Regions from separate parts of the Mus musculus genome. Here region 2 is linked to region 1. A link is a contact called in public HiChIP or PLAC-seq data. All regions are on one chromosome and are shown on one strand. Each heading gives the region's core, a stretch centred on a gene start, on an enhancer-like site or on the middle of the called end of the contact. The rest is flanking DNA. Distances are from core to core; before and after follow the strand shown.

Evidence for each region. HiChIP or PLAC-seq counts read pairs in DNA pulled down with a chosen protein or histone mark.
Region 2: a FOXA1 HiChIP or PLAC-seq map of pancreatic cancer cells shows a contact between it and region 1. The contact joins two enhancer-like sites. A contact is called at or near these places in 4 of 39 promoter capture datasets (the 3T3-L1 cell line, HPC-7-derived erythroid cells, cranial neural crest and 1 more), 1 of 115 datasets of contacts at active chromatin or transcription factors (pancreatic cancer cells) and 1 of 9 other capture datasets (adipose tissue).

Annotation. Positions count from the first base shown.
Region 1 is chr5:138,773,421-138,780,475 of GRCm38.p6, forward strand. The region is part of intron 3 of Fam20c (family with sequence similarity 20, member C); the gene reads left to right. Among named protein-coding and RNA genes, the nearest start is that of Fam20c, 22 kb to the left of the region's middle. Within about 2 kb of position 3,066, at least 89 of the 459 cell types and tissues checked have an H3K27ac peak or open chromatin away from gene starts, as enhancers often do. A contact at or near this core is called in pancreatic cancer cells, where this site is marked.
Region 2 is chr5:139,096,472-139,104,278 of GRCm38.p6, forward strand. All of the region lies in intron 4 of Prkar1b (protein kinase, cAMP dependent regulatory, type I beta), which reads right to left. Among named protein-coding and RNA genes, the nearest start is that of Prkar1b, 29 kb to the right of the region's middle. Within about 2 kb of position 3,345, at least 70 of the 459 cell types and tissues checked have an H3K27ac peak or open chromatin away from gene starts, as enhancers often do. A contact at or near this core is called in pancreatic cancer cells, where this site is marked.

The sequences.
Region 1 (7,055 bases), core at 1,816-4,315:
TCAGGATTGAGTCCCTACAAGGTTCCAGCCGCTCTGTCTGAAGCATAGGCAGCAGGTACTAGACACAGATGTCCACCCGGGACTTCAGCTCCTTCCCTACAGCTACTTAGCAAGAGTTCAGGGCTGGATGCTGAAGCTGGTCTTTGGTATGTCTGTGAGGCATTAATTACTGATGTGAGAGGGCACAGGTGGTGTCACCCTTGGCCACAGAGGTCACACCTTCCTGTGGGATCCAGGGGGAGACATCTGGGGTCTGAGCACAGACATAAGCACTGAGCGAGGTTAGTGACCTGAGGGCGTTTAGGATTCGGACGGACACTTGCTCCTGGCTCGGATCACAGACATAAGCACTGAGCGAGGTTAGTGACCTGAGGGCGTTTAGGATTCGGACGGACACTTGCTCCTGGCTCGGATCAGTGTTCTGGGTTGAGGGCACACAGTTCCTGCTTTGGTACAGAATGGAGGAGCTGGGGAGATGGAAAGGATGCTGTGGGGCACGGGGATGAAAGAGTGAGGAAAGGAAGCAGGCTGGGCAGTGTGATGGAGGAGGCTGCCTAGGAAACTGTGGTAGTCTGATGCTTTGTAGCTGTGATTAAAAGAAAAACAACACACTGACCCAGAGCAACTAAGAGAATAGAGGGTGTCTGTGGCTTATAGGCCATCATTGAGAGAAGTCAAGGCAGGAGCTATAAGGAGGAACCTAGAAGCAGGATGTAAAATGCAGAAACCGTGAAGGAACACTGCTCACTGGCTTGACACCCATGGATGGCTCGGCTTGCTTTTTTTATACAACCCAGGACCACCTGGCCAAGGGTGACACTACCCACAGGACCTGTGCCCTCTCACATCAGTAATTAATGCCTCATAGACATACCAAAGACCAGTCTTATGGACGCAATTCCTCAACTAAGGTTCCCTTTTCCAATGTTGTGTTAAGTTGACAAAGACTAGCCAGAGGGGTTGGGGGGGGGGTGGGGACCTTTCACTGGGCACAGTGATGGGACATAGGAGCAAGTGAAGAGAACACTTCTGGCCTTGTGGCTGATGACATTTGAGGACCCACTACCTTTCAGATCTTTCCATACCTGTGGGCTGGGACTGAGGTGCCATCAATAGTGTGGGGAAGGGCTACCCTAAGTGGGCCTCACATGAGGAAGGAGATCTGACTTAGAATATCCTGGACAGTCAAGTTACTATGCAGTTAGTAGCTGTGGGTGGTTGCCTGTCTGGGCGATTGAGTACTTAGAAATAGCTTGGATGCCCATAGGTGGCTGTGTGACTGTGGGCAGTATTGTAGCTGGGTGATTTTGTGTCTGGGACAGTTGGCTGTGTGACAAGGTTAGGTTCTGCAGCTTGGTGGGTGGTCTGGGTGTCTGTGGGCAGCTGGATGGCTGTATGTAAATGCCACCTCTTGAGCACACATCATGTTCTTTAATCTTCCTGGAGATCACATATGTGTATTATTTTTTTTTTGTGACGGACTTTTCTTCACGGAGAAGAACAAAGCTTGAACAGGTGAGAGTAAACAAGGCCCAGGCCACAGGCCAGGGATGAAGCCAGGATTCCTGGCTTAGGTGCCAGGCCCTTGGGGCACTACCGCTTAGAAGAAAGGCTGCCTGAGCCTGGAGCCAGATATTGTGTGGTGAAAAGACATAACCACTCTAGTCCAGGCTGGTCTGGAACTCACTCTTTAGCTCAGGTTGGCCTTCAATATGCAGTAATCCTCCTGCATCAGGCTCTTGAGTGCTGAGCTAAGACTGTCGGCGAATGCCACCATGTCCAGTGCCTCTGGGGCTTTCCGTAGTGTTGTACAGTATGCTGGTGATCTCAGTAGTCTACACTGAACCAAGCACTGTGGCCCTTTGACACACTTGTATGACTCACTGTCCACTGAGGTCACAGTAGGAACCTTATACCCCAGACTGAGTCTAGTTAGTCCTCATGATAGACATCCGAGGATTGTGGGTGTCCTCGAATGCTTTCTGTGCAGATTGTGGCCTTGGCCTTGGCTGGTCAGGAGGTAGGAGGTGGCAGGTAACAGAGTGATACCTACAGCTCATCTGGCCCAGCCTAGATCCAGGGATGTCTTGCTCAGAACCCTTTGAGGTAAGAGTCTGTCCTGATAGCCCGGCACACTACAGGCCCCTTTTCTCTTTGTGTTCCTTTGCTTGGTGACAGGAAGCCTGGTCACCAGTAAGAAGGCGTTGGGGAAGAGCTGGCAGAAGGTGAAGAAGGAAGGGTGGGATGGAGACATTATTCATTTCACAGAAACTCAAGTTTGGCCCCAAAAGCAGATGTTATGCGCGAAGGAAGGAAAATGCAGAGTGCCTGAAACAGGGCTGGAGAGATGGCTCAGCAACTGAGAGAACTGGTTGCTCTTACCCAGCCCTCAGCACCCACATGCAGCTCATAACATCTGTAACTCTAGCCTCAGATTATCTGATGCCCTCTTCTCATCTCCATGGGCACCAGACACATTTGTGGCACACTTAAATCTGGGGATTAAAAAGGTATCTGAGACAGTAGAAACATTTGAGGCAGAGATCTCATGCTGGGGGTTAGCCATCTACTCCAAAAAGGGCAGGGCCCTGTTCAACATTAGGACGGAGAGAGAAAACTGGGAGGGAAATAAGAGAGTTTCAGATGCTGGGCCCACCCTGGAAGGAGGCCTAGTGTGGTCCTGGACTGAGGAGGAGATGTCAGAGAAGTTCTAAAGTCAGGAAGGGACATATGAACATGTTCCTGGAGTGGGCAGGGAATCTCGTGTGTTCCTGGGGTGGGCAGGGAACCTCTGTGTGTTCCTGGGGTGGACAGAAGGCCTCAGTGTGTTCCTGGGGAGGGCAGGAGACCTCAGTGTGTTCCTGCGGTGGGCAGGGAACCTCTGTGTATTCCTGGGGTAGGCAAGGGACCTTAATGCAGTCTGACAAGTCAAACAGAACATCACACAGGGGTGGCCATGGCAAGGCTCAGCAACACTCAGGTTTGAAGCCCAGTGAACAGGGTTAGAGATTTCTAAGGATCAGCTGGCCTGCTGGTGAACAGCTCATACTTTGGCTGCTCTGTGCCTTCTCCAGGCCCCCAAAGCAAACAGATTGCCCAATCCTGGTCACGGGTGTGGAGCCAACAGAGGCCTGGGCCTGGCCAGAAGTAGACAAGGACCCTTTTGTATGTACTGTCAGCTTACACTGGCCTCCCAGCCTGTGCCCATCCTTGGCTGTTTTAAGGCCTGGCCTCCTAGCTTTCTGATGCTTCCATGTGCTCTTGAATAGGGACTAAAGGTCAGAGCTTAAACCTTCAGTCACTCATCAAGGGGCAGCCTGAACCCCTTCATATTATCTGGGTTGCCCTGTGACTCACCATGCTCAAGAGATCTGGCCTCTGGGAGATGGACTTGTCTGACAGAGTCATCAGGGAAGGCTCCCTGTTTGGTATGGTTCAGCTTTCTCAGCTGAGCCATCATGAGGAAGACATACTTCCTGTCCCATGAGACCATCAACACAGAACCGTGCAGAGGCAGTTTAGAGGGGAGTAGACCTCATTGTAAGGGGAGCACATTCAGGCAGTGGAACATAGAACTCTGGAGGGTCTAGGGACAGGCAGGGTAACCCTACCACCAGCTCTATGTACCATATGTGCAGAGCCGCTTTGTAGCCAGCCACTCTGGCTAGTCTAGAATGGTGGTTCTCAGCCTTCCTGACACTGTGGCCCTTGTACACAACTCCTTGTGTTGTGGTGAACCCTCAACCATTAAGTTATCTCATTGCTACTTCATGGTTGTAATTTCTCTACGGTTATGAATTACAGTGTAAATAAACTTCTGGCTTGCAGGATATCTGATATGCAACTACTGTGAAAGGGTCATTCAACCCCAAAGAACAGCCAAGGATAGGCACAGGTTGAGAACCACTGGTCTAGAAGGCAGTGTTCATGAGGATCTGGAGCAGCCGGGTCATGAGCAGGCACAGATTTTGAAGAGAGCACCTCAAACTAGGATTGAAGGTAGAGATTGGCCACAGACCACAGGCACAACCTGTGACTTCACATGAGACTTTGAAAGCTGCCTAAGTCACTTTCTGAATGGCATCTGATGAGAACATGGGCTATGGCACTCTTTTATCTACTGCTCCCTGCAATACACTAAGCAGCAAGAACAAGAGGTGGCCCCTGATGACATCAGAGGCAAGGCTACAGACATAGGGTCAAGAATGAGACCAAGAACATGGCAATTGGTAGGGACCAGGGAATGAGAACATGCTATGAGTGATGGGGTGGGCCTCACCAGGGCACTGGCGTGAAGATGGAGGGAACCAGGTTTACAGCAGCCCAGCAGCACCTCTGGACATCTTGAGAGACTCTGTCTGATTCCTCAAGCCTCTCATTGAAGCCTGTGGTCTGATTTCCCAGGCACTGTTGCAGGAAGCAGATGTCTAATGGGGAAAGCCCCTAAGGGCTTGGGGTAATATTGAGTGGGTTGCCACTGGTATTTGCTGAGGGCTTGGAGACCCAGGGTTCAGGTCTGAGCAATGCAGAGTGGAGAGGCTCAGTGTACCTGGGACGTGGGGGGCACCCAATGTGAAGAAAGTACACATTATGCATGGAACATGCTGGGTGAGAGTATACAGCTATGTGTACATATATATGTATATGTGGTTGTATACATAAGTATGTATTCCATGTACATTCATGTGTTTGCATATTTCATGCACGTGTTCTTATATGAGTATATTTTGCACATGTGTAGGTATGTATTATATGTGTATTCTTATATGTACAGGTATGTATTACATATATAGGTTCATGTGCATTGTCTATGTATGCTTCTTTGTGGGGGTATCTATTGTAGGCGCTCATATTTATTACATGTGTGTGCTTGTGTGTATGGGTGTTTATTATGTATGCTTCTATATGTGGGTTATTGCATTGTTCCTGTCTAGTGCATGTGTGTTTGTAGGCTACATGTACATACATGTGGGTGAGCATATGAACATTTCTGTGGTCCAGGGCCAAAATAGTAACTAACTCCACTGTAGCAGCTGGGACCTGGACTTGTGGAGCAAATGATGTTGGGGGTGGACATATCCTTGCAGTAACTTTGCAGAAGGGGCTGTTGGTGTCGAGGGAGTTTCTCTGTTGCTTTCTTTGGAGCACCGTCTGTGACCTTCCTGCCTTGGAGAGCACCACAATGGCTCAGGTGTAGACCGTTGAGTCATTTCCAGATCTGAGGATTAGGTTTGTAGTCACAGGAACACGATCCATATTAATTTTGAAAAACAAGCAAGCAATAACTCTGGCAGAGCCAGCCTAGACATCGGGGCAGCAGAAGATCCAGGACACAGCAGGAGTGCGGGGAGCCACCCCCCACAGAGAACCCATCCTCAGCTGAGCCTGGGCACAGAGCCAGCCTGCAGGTACCCTGAGCTTGTAGCCTGCCTAGCAACTCTAACAGCTGCTATCTCCTGAGTTCCATTGTCAGCAGAACAAGCAGACTTTAATGAGGTCCATGACATCTGCAGATGATCTCTCTGAAAGGGAGGGGCGGAGCTCACCAATCAGAGAGCTCTGTGGGCAGCTGAAGAGTCTCCCTTGCTCTCCCTGCTTTGTTCAGCCAGAGCCTTTATGGCCTTTCTCCTGCTGTCTAAGGGTCCCGCGTCCAACTGTGCAGGACACAGCTACTATCTCTGAGCCTCTCTGAGCCTCTAGGAAAGACTGGCCAGTAACTTCCCGTTCTGGGAGCCCGTGATCCTAGTGGGCAGGGACCCATGCTGACTCCAGCTCAGTGAGAAGGTCTCAGCCAGCCTCTTAAGAGCCATCATGTCCTCATGTATTCACAGACAGGGACCCCGAGCACAGAAGGAAATGCACCCCCACCATCTGTCTGCAGAACTGGCTCTCACTTTTGGCTTCTCTCCACACCGTCTGACTGGTCAGCACAGGTCTTCGAGACATTCCTAACCCCCATTTGTCTTCCATTTCTTCTATTTTGAGATGATTTTCACATCAGATTGCCCTCAAACTCATTATGTAGCTGAGGGTAGCATTGAACCTGGGTTCTTCTGCCTTGACCTCGTAAGGCCGAGAATTACAGGTGTTCACTGACAGCCTTCTGGAATGTTCGGTTGGTTGGTGGTTGGTTGGTTGGTTGGTTGGTTGGCTTGGTTTGGTCTGGTCTTGGTACTAGGGATTATGTTTGATAGGTAAGTACTGGTTGAGCCACATCCCCTGCCCTACCCCCATCTTAATGCCTGACATACGGTCCTATGGCTACTTAGGTCCCACTAGCCCCCCTGGCACCCCAAAGTTTCCCAGATGGCCAAAACAGCATTGCCTGAGGCTAACTTCAGCAGTTAGCCATCTCCTGTTCTTACTCAACAGCTGGAAGGCTATTTACTTATGACAGGAAGGAATTATTAACAAACGGTGGTAGCACTGCTGAGAAATGGCAGGGACAAGAATGAGTTACAAAACCCAGCAGAGCCAGCTCAGAGCAAAACCACAGGCTGAACCTGCTGCGCCCTCACATCCTTGGTGATCTCCTAGGGACCTCAGCATCAGCTATGCTGGGACCTTTTCTCCTGATGCTCCAGGGAAGGTGACCCCCACTTTAAAAAGTCCAAGCAAGTCATTTTCTCCAAAAATTGTTTGAAACAGCCACGCAGAAAGTGTCATCTCCCCCCCCCCCCCCGTGGCTATGATAGTTGCTAGGGAACCCACAGTGTCGAGGTGGAGGCAGGAGATTAAAGAGAGAGGAGGAAATACCATCTTAATTTTCCATCCTGGGGGAAGAAAATGAAAGTTGGGGGGGGGGGGGTCATCCAAAAGTGGTTTGATTAGAGCTGCTCATTTTCAGTTTTCTGTTTTGTTTTGTTTTCTTTTTTTTTTAATAGCTCCCAAAGGAAAGTCTAGATTTAAGACCTTTCTTAAGCCAGAGAATGGTCTGAGACAAGGCCTTCTGGCTCTGGGTCCAGATTATTTCTCCAGTTGATACTTTCTAAACATTGCAGGTCCCTGGAGGGGAAGCAAGACGGTAGCAGCGACTCGTGCAAGATGTTCAACCC
Region 2 (7,807 bases), core at 2,095-4,594, 320 kb after region 1:
CCCTTGCTTGGGCTTTCCTTATAGTCTCCCTCATCCATAGCCCACTAGTGCATCCCTAACAAGCCACTGGACCTAAGTGGAATATTTTTACACATTGGAGCTAATGGACAGAGACAAGGGAAAACCTAGGGTACCTAGAAGAACCAGGGCCTCTCTTCTGGGACCAAATCACCAGGAGGTTGAAAAGGGCTACAATGGTCCAGCACACTACCAGAGAACATCTTACAAAAACCTATAGCCGAAGGGCCTGGACCTGCTGAGCTGCAAAGAGGAAACCCTTGGACCTATGTGAGCTGCCTCAGAGTCTTGCAGAGGTTCTTTCCGAAGAAAAGCCCATCTCCTGCCCCTTCACACAAGTGCTGAGAGAACAGAGCCTTTTTACCCCTTACAATACTGCTCACTCACCTAAGAAGATGAGTTGCTCAGAGAGGGACTCTTGGCACCCTATGGAATTCTAGAAATTTAAAAGACATTAAGCACTGTACTGGTAACTTTCTTGTTGCTGTAACAGAATACTTGACAAGGGAACTTAAGAATGGAAGGGTCTATTTTTGGCTCACATGTCTATGGACCATCATGATATGGAAGGCATATCCACAGAAGTGTGAGGCAGGGGTCACATTGCATTCTGAAACACTTGCATCCTGGAGTGAGGTTTTTGAAGACTCAGAAACTAAACAACTTATAAGTCTCAGAAAGTCCCTGAAATTTACAAGATTAAGAAAACCTTGGAGGAGCGAGTTGCTTTAAGTAATAAAGCTTGCTGGGGAGGGAAGAGACTGACTCTTCTGTCTAGCTGCCTGCAAGTTATTTGGAGAGCTCCAGAGTTGCAAGTTTGAACAGCTGTCATACATGCTGGGATGGGCTTTCCATGATGCACCTGCCTTTAAATGGTCCCTCAAAGGGAATTCAGACGTGGGACAAGAGGCTGAGGTGCCTCTTTAACACATCAAGGCAGACCTGGTCTCCAGATTCTCCCAGCATACCCTGCCCTCTACACTGAAGTCTGCAGCCCAGGACTGGGCTTCCTCTTATCCAGAGGCACTTCACTATATAATCCAGACATTTTGGCTCTCTCTTTTCTCTCTGCTCCCTACTCCCCACTTTTCTGTCTCCTTGTCTGCACACTGACTTCACTGACCTCCTCTGGTGAGGTCAGTGAACCTGCCCAAGAACTGCCCCCTAATAAACCTGTCTTTATACTTTAATTCCGCTTGAATTGGCTCATTTTGTCACCAGAGAATACCTATCACCTGCCCCTGTAAGTAACTCACCACCTACACTCCCGTAAGTAACCCCAATAAATTCATTGGTCCACAAAGTTGGACTTTGATGTAATTGTGTCTTAGCTCTGCCATTGGTAGCCTATCTTAGAACAGTAGATATTTGCTTGTGATATCCAGAAAGATCACACAACAAGGTGCCACCAGGAAGCAGAGAGAGATGACTCCAGATGTTCACTGCCCTCTTTGTTCAGTCCAGGACCTCAGCCCATGGGATGATTCTACCCACATTCAGGGTGGATCTCCCCACCTCGGTTAACCTAATCTACTCCATCACAGACAGGGATCTGCCCCCTAGTGATTCTAGATCCTGCCAGTTAATATTAGCTCTCCTGACCAGACAAGGTCACAGGCAAGAGCCACACAAACATGGATGGCCACAGTCAGGAAGAGCACCTGAGTGCTACACTGGATCACTGCCATACTCTGGGCGAATGCAGCTCTAGGATCCTTTTCAGAAACATTCTCCAACAACAGTGGCACTACCTTGTGGTTGCAGGGCATTCTACCCACCACCTCCATAAGACCCACTTGCTAGAAAAGTCTAGACATGAGGAAAACTACTGTTCTCTTCAAAAGGCTATAACTGTTCATACAGGCAACCTAAGGTAGCCTGCTTAACCTCTGTAACATGAACAGTCCAGCCTCAGGAGAGATGCTAGGAGGCCCTTCAAGATAATGAACACCCTTTACAGGGCCATGGGGTTCAGGCCTCTCAGCCCAGCTATCTGGGACAGCAGAATGGAAAGCTTAAGTCTGCCAACAGACTACAGAGCCTACCTCCCGTACTTGGCAAGAACTTGTCTCAAAATTAAAATTAAACAAGGAAAAGTTATATTCCTCACACCTGCCTAGAATCCCCCAGTGAGAGGCCAGAGTATGGCTCAGCAGTAGAGTACTCATCTAACATGTACAAGGCCCTAGGTTCAATTCCCCGTGCTTCCAAATAAGAAAAAAAGGAAGGAAGGGAGGCAGGGAGGGAGAATGGAAGAGAGAGAGAGAGAAAAGATGATAGAACATGGAGCTAGTATCATTAAGGCAAGTTTCCAACTTCAGATTCCATTTCTTATCCAAGTCCCTGGATACAGCCAAAGACTCGCTAACCTTAGCCCAGGGCAAACCTGACTTCATGAAGAAGAAAACCGAATCTGATTCTGTAGGCCATTAAGCTTCTCTTCAAAATGAGGCTTCGTATTTTTACAAAAATGCTAATTTTGTTTTTCAACACTGCCTGGAAGGGAAGCACAGAGCCTCAAAGCCCTTGCCAGGCTGGAGAGAAGGAAGGGGGCCGAGAATGCGCCCAGCAGCGGGAGCCAGCTCCCCTGGCTGCATATGACTCGGCAGACAGCGTGTTTTTCCCATCACCTGAGGCCCAGAGCCAATTTGTGCAAAAACAAGCTGCAGAGATAGGCGGGTGGGAGGAAGTGAGACCACACAGATAACAGGAGACAGCTGTGGGAGCCAGGCTCAGGCCAGAGGCCGGGAGATTTTAATTAGAGCAGCAGAGAACCCAGCTACTGGGTGATGCACCTGGCAGCCCTTCTGTTGGCTCAGGTAATGAGGCCCCCAGCCGAGGGCCCAACACATGCCGCAAACACGCAATGCTTCCTAATTACCACACTGCTTGGCCCCTAGGGCTCAGTCATGCGCCCTCTTGGGGCACCCATCAAACACCTGGGAAGGAAAAGGATGGAGCCCCAAGAGTCTCCACCTCCTTCCCAGAGCATCCCAGGGCTTCTGAGTGCCCTGGGAGCTGTATTTTGAGGATGCTGGGACTCTAGCCAAGCAGTAACTGCCCTGCTTCAGTGGGAGGGGTGAGGGCCTGCTGGCCTCTGATGGAGACACTAACCAGAAGGGCATACTTGCTGCCACCTGGGGTACTTGCCAAGAGCATGTTGACTCTGCACAGAGGGGTCATGAAGGGGCAGGTGGTGGGGAAGTGACAACCTGGTTCAACCCCCAACTTGGACACTTGATGCTAGTTCCAGAACCAGGGACAAAAGCCTTCCCTAGACTGGGCCCTGGGGAGCTCTTTTGTATAGAACAGCCTCTGGAGACCTTCCTTCTGAGCGTGGGTGTCTCAAAGTCCACAGCAGCCTGCCAACTAACTGAGGCTCTCCTGAAGTGGTCTCATGGTGACACTGGCACTTCCTAAGTGCTGAGTCACAGTGGGGGACTGTGTGCAAGTGCATTTGGCAGCAGGTCCAGTCTCTGAGGAATGAAGAGAAGAGATAGGGAGAAGCCCACTGATAGTTGCTGCCTGGCCACCCAGCCAAAGGACAGAGGGAAGAATAGATGGAAGTGTCATGATGATGGCAATTATGGTGACAAGTGACAGTGGCAACGATGGGGCTGGAGAGATGATGGCTTAGCTGTTAAGGGTAAATACTGAAGCCAGGCACAGTGGTGCACACCTTTAATCTCAGCACTTGGTATGTTAAAAGAGGCAGGCAGATCTCTGAGTCTGATCTATAGAGCTAATTCCAGGACAGGGAGGGCTATACAAAGAAACCCTGTTTCAAAAAAAAAAAAAACAACACAGCAACAAAAAAGAACAAACACTGCTCTTACAGAGGACAAGAGTTCTACTCCCCAAACCCATGTTGTGGGGCTCACAATTGCCTCTGACTCCAGCTTACGAGGATCCAATGACTCCGACTTCCACAGGCACTCTCATGTACCCATGCCCATACTTACATAGATTCACTTAATTATAATTTACAAATTTAGAGATGGTGGTGCTGGTAACTGTGCTGATGCTGGCAATGGTAATGGGGAATGAAGGGGATGGTGGGGAATGAAGGAGATGGTGGGGATGAAGGGGATGAAGGGGATGGTGGGGATGATGGTGATGGTGGGATGATGGTGAGGACCGTATTAATGGAGTGCAATGGAGAGATGGTGATACTAATGCTGATGGTGATGACTCTAACAATCATACACATATGGGCTTTGCTGTATAGTAGGTCTTCTTACCCTCACTTGACATTGAAGCCCAGAGAATGTCATCACAGTCACAATGTACACAACTCTCTCCAAAGACATTTTAACACACCCGAAGTTGTATCTAAGTGATCATATACACAAGTGTGCTTGCACCATTATCTAGCTCAGGACCCCATCACCCACCAGGGCACATGGAAGTCACCTCAGGACACAAGGACCCCCACATACTGAGTGTTCTGAGGATGCTCCCAGCAGCAGGAGCCAGCTCTCTTGGCTGCACATATCCAGAATGCTCAGTGTTCTCATCCCTATGCAGGTGGTAGAGAGAAGATGACATGACCTGTCATCATGGAGACACGACAGGCTAGGATGCTGGCTCTGCTTCTGATGTGTGTTGTTGCCTTCGGCAGAGGACAAGAAAGGAAACTGAAGCCACAAGTTCAAACCTTGGGCAAAAGCCCAGAGAGCCTTCAATAGGTGCCGACTAGGAACACAACTGACTGTCTCAGATCTTATCAGCTAAGCATGAACTTGTGTGTGTGCGCACAGATGCGTATGTATGGGGACATAGCTCTACGCATGTGTATGGAGGCCCACAGTGACTTCAGCTGCTGTTCCTCAGCTTCTGTCCATCTTGTTTTCTGTCTGGCTTAGGGCTGACCAATTAGGCTAGGCTAGCCAGCTGCCCAGAGATGTGCCTGTGTCTACCTTCCTCTGCTGGAATTAGGAGCATGTGCCACCACACCCACCTATTTTATGTGGATTCTAGGGATTGAACTCAGAAGCGCTTTAGTAACTGAGCCATCTCCAGAGTCCCATCATCCTCTTCTAAATAAAAGGATTTATCTCAACATCATCTTTCTCCTTTCCAAGCAAGTGTCTTAGGAAAAGTCCAAGATAAACTGACAAGAACAAAATTGCTCATCCCCTGACAATGAGCTTGTCCTAATCTGCACAGAGAGGCCATCAGGAAAGGAGGTGCGCTCACGCTGCAAGCAGACCCCACAGGGAAGGGCGGCTGTTGCTCGCTTCTTTTCACCCCTGTCAGGAGAGAGGAACCCAGGGCTAGGGCTCAAAGCCTAAAGTCTTGGAACTCTGCTCCTGCCAAACCGCATCAAGCCAGAGCTGCTGAGCCTGGCTTCGAGAACACAGGGAACGGGGAAGGCAGTTCTGGAAGCTGCACAGAGCAGCACGTGAGAGATCAGAGATGAAGCCTCCCTGCCTGTTCCCTCAGGACCACTTCCTGAGCCAGCTCCCTGGCCAGGAATCAGAGTGTACTGTGTACATATGAAAAGTGAGTTTTCCTCTGTGGAAAACAATAGGCCTGAAGCAGACACACACGCCATGCGTGAACCCTTGCTTCCCAGGACAGCCTTGCAAAGAAATGTCATTTAGGTTAGCTATCTGCTTCCTCCACTTCATGGTCACTTGGCTGGAGATCCCACAATTCCAGAGCATTATCAGTGATCAGACACAGCAGGACTTACTGCCTATATTTATATGACAGAGAGCAGGGCTGGCAAGACCAGCCCAGCTGAAATCAGCCACGTACCCACAGCATGCCCACAAAGGGTAAGTTAGGCCAGGTGTCGTAGCCCTACCTACTATCTCAGCCATCAGGAAGCTGAGGCAGGAAGATACCAAGCCCAAGGCTTACCTGAGCTGCATAATGAGACCATGTCTCACAAAGGCAGAAAGGGGCTAGGGAGATTGTTCGGCAGATAAAGTGCTTAATGTGCAAGCACAAGGACCTAAGTTCGAATCCCAGACCCCATAGCAATGCCTGGGTTCACACAGGAATACTGACAAGTCCACGAGGCCCCACTCCTTGATGGAGAGCCACAGTAGATGGCTGGTAAGAGGGGGAGCATCAGTCTTCCCTGGGGATGAGCCCCCTGATAGGTTATCCAATCCCACATGGACAGCCCTAAGCATATGTACCTATGAGCAATGCTAAATGGACTGTAAGTGTGTGTGTGTGTTCACATGCACATGTGCACACACACACATGTGTAAGATAAATACAGAAGAGGCACTCATCAATCCTAGAGGGCACTAGGGAAGGGATGAGTTGGAGGAGGAAAAGAGGGTGTGTAAGTGATGTAACTATAGGATACCCACGTGTGAAATTCTAAAATAATAAAAATGAAATTTAAATTTAATTACACACTTGTAATTAGTCCTGTGGAGGCAGACAGAATGGACCCTCGGGCTCCCTGGCTGTCCAGCTTAGACTGCTTGGTGAGTTTTAGACCAGTGAAAGATCCTGTCTCAGAAAAACAAGGTAGATAGTGCCTGAGGATGGTACCCTAAACTACCCTTTGACCTTTACAGGCACACACCCACACAGGCATGTTCACACATGTACTTGCACATGCATAAGAATATGTCCCTATACATACACAAAAAGAAGAAAAAAGGAGAAGAGGAGGAAGAAGAAGAGGGGTAGGAGACAGCCTGTCTATGTGGCAATCCACCATGGGATAGGTGACTTTCTTTTTTGTTTGTTTGTTTGTTTTTTCGAGACAGGGTTTCTCTGTGTAGCCCTGGCTGTCCTGGAACTCACTTTGTAGACCAGGCTGGCCTCAAACTCAGAAATCCGCCTGCCTCTGCCTCCCAAGTGCTGGGATTAAAGGCGTGTGCCACCACGCCCGGCTTTTTTTTTTTTTTTTTTTAAATAGGTGACTTTCTATCTAAGGAACAGAAGGGAGCCATAGAGGTGCCCATGAATACCCATCCAGAGTCAAGTAGGAGTCCCAGGATAGTCTTCAGACAGTTATCTATCACCTGAACCCCTCTCTCTGCACCTGCTGAAAGGTCTTAACCATATGAATGCCACCACATTCATTCAAAGTCAAATCTCAAAGAACACTGTAAACGGATGCATAAACTCAGGTTAGAACCAGGTACAAACCTGGAGAGATGGTGCTGTCAGTAAAGAGCTTGCCTCTTGCAAACATGAAGTCCAGAATTCAATCCCTAGCTCGTAAGTAAGAAGCTTGTAATGACAGTGGATGCGGGAGGGAGAGCCAGGTGCATCCCTGGGACTCGCTGGCCAGGCAGCCAGTATACCCTTAATCAGCAAGTTCCAGGTTCAGTAGAGACTGGGCTTCAAAACACAAGATGGATGGGAGAGTGACCCCACAGTTAACCCCTGCTACACACGTATGCACACGCATGTGGGCACACACACATGCAAACACACATACATAAACACACAGAGAGGTACAATCCTTCAGTCAACTGCTTTGCCCTGGTGACCAGCCAGAGCTGTTTCCCCCAAGCAAACACTGCTCCCAGCTGGACAAGGGAATACTGTGACCGCCTTGGCCAATTACCATGAACTAGCACCAGAAAGAAGCAAGAATTGCTTTTCTCAACATTTCCAAGAACTCAGAATCAAGACGTGGAACCAAAACATCTAAACCGCCTCCCTTCAAAGCTCTAGGAGAGGCCCTTCCTGCTTCTCCATTTCCTGTGATGCTGGGTTCCCTGTATGGGTGTCCCTGTCTGTCTGGGTGTCCCTGTATGGGTGTCCCTGTCTGTATGGGTGTCCCTGACTGTCTGGGTGTCCCTGT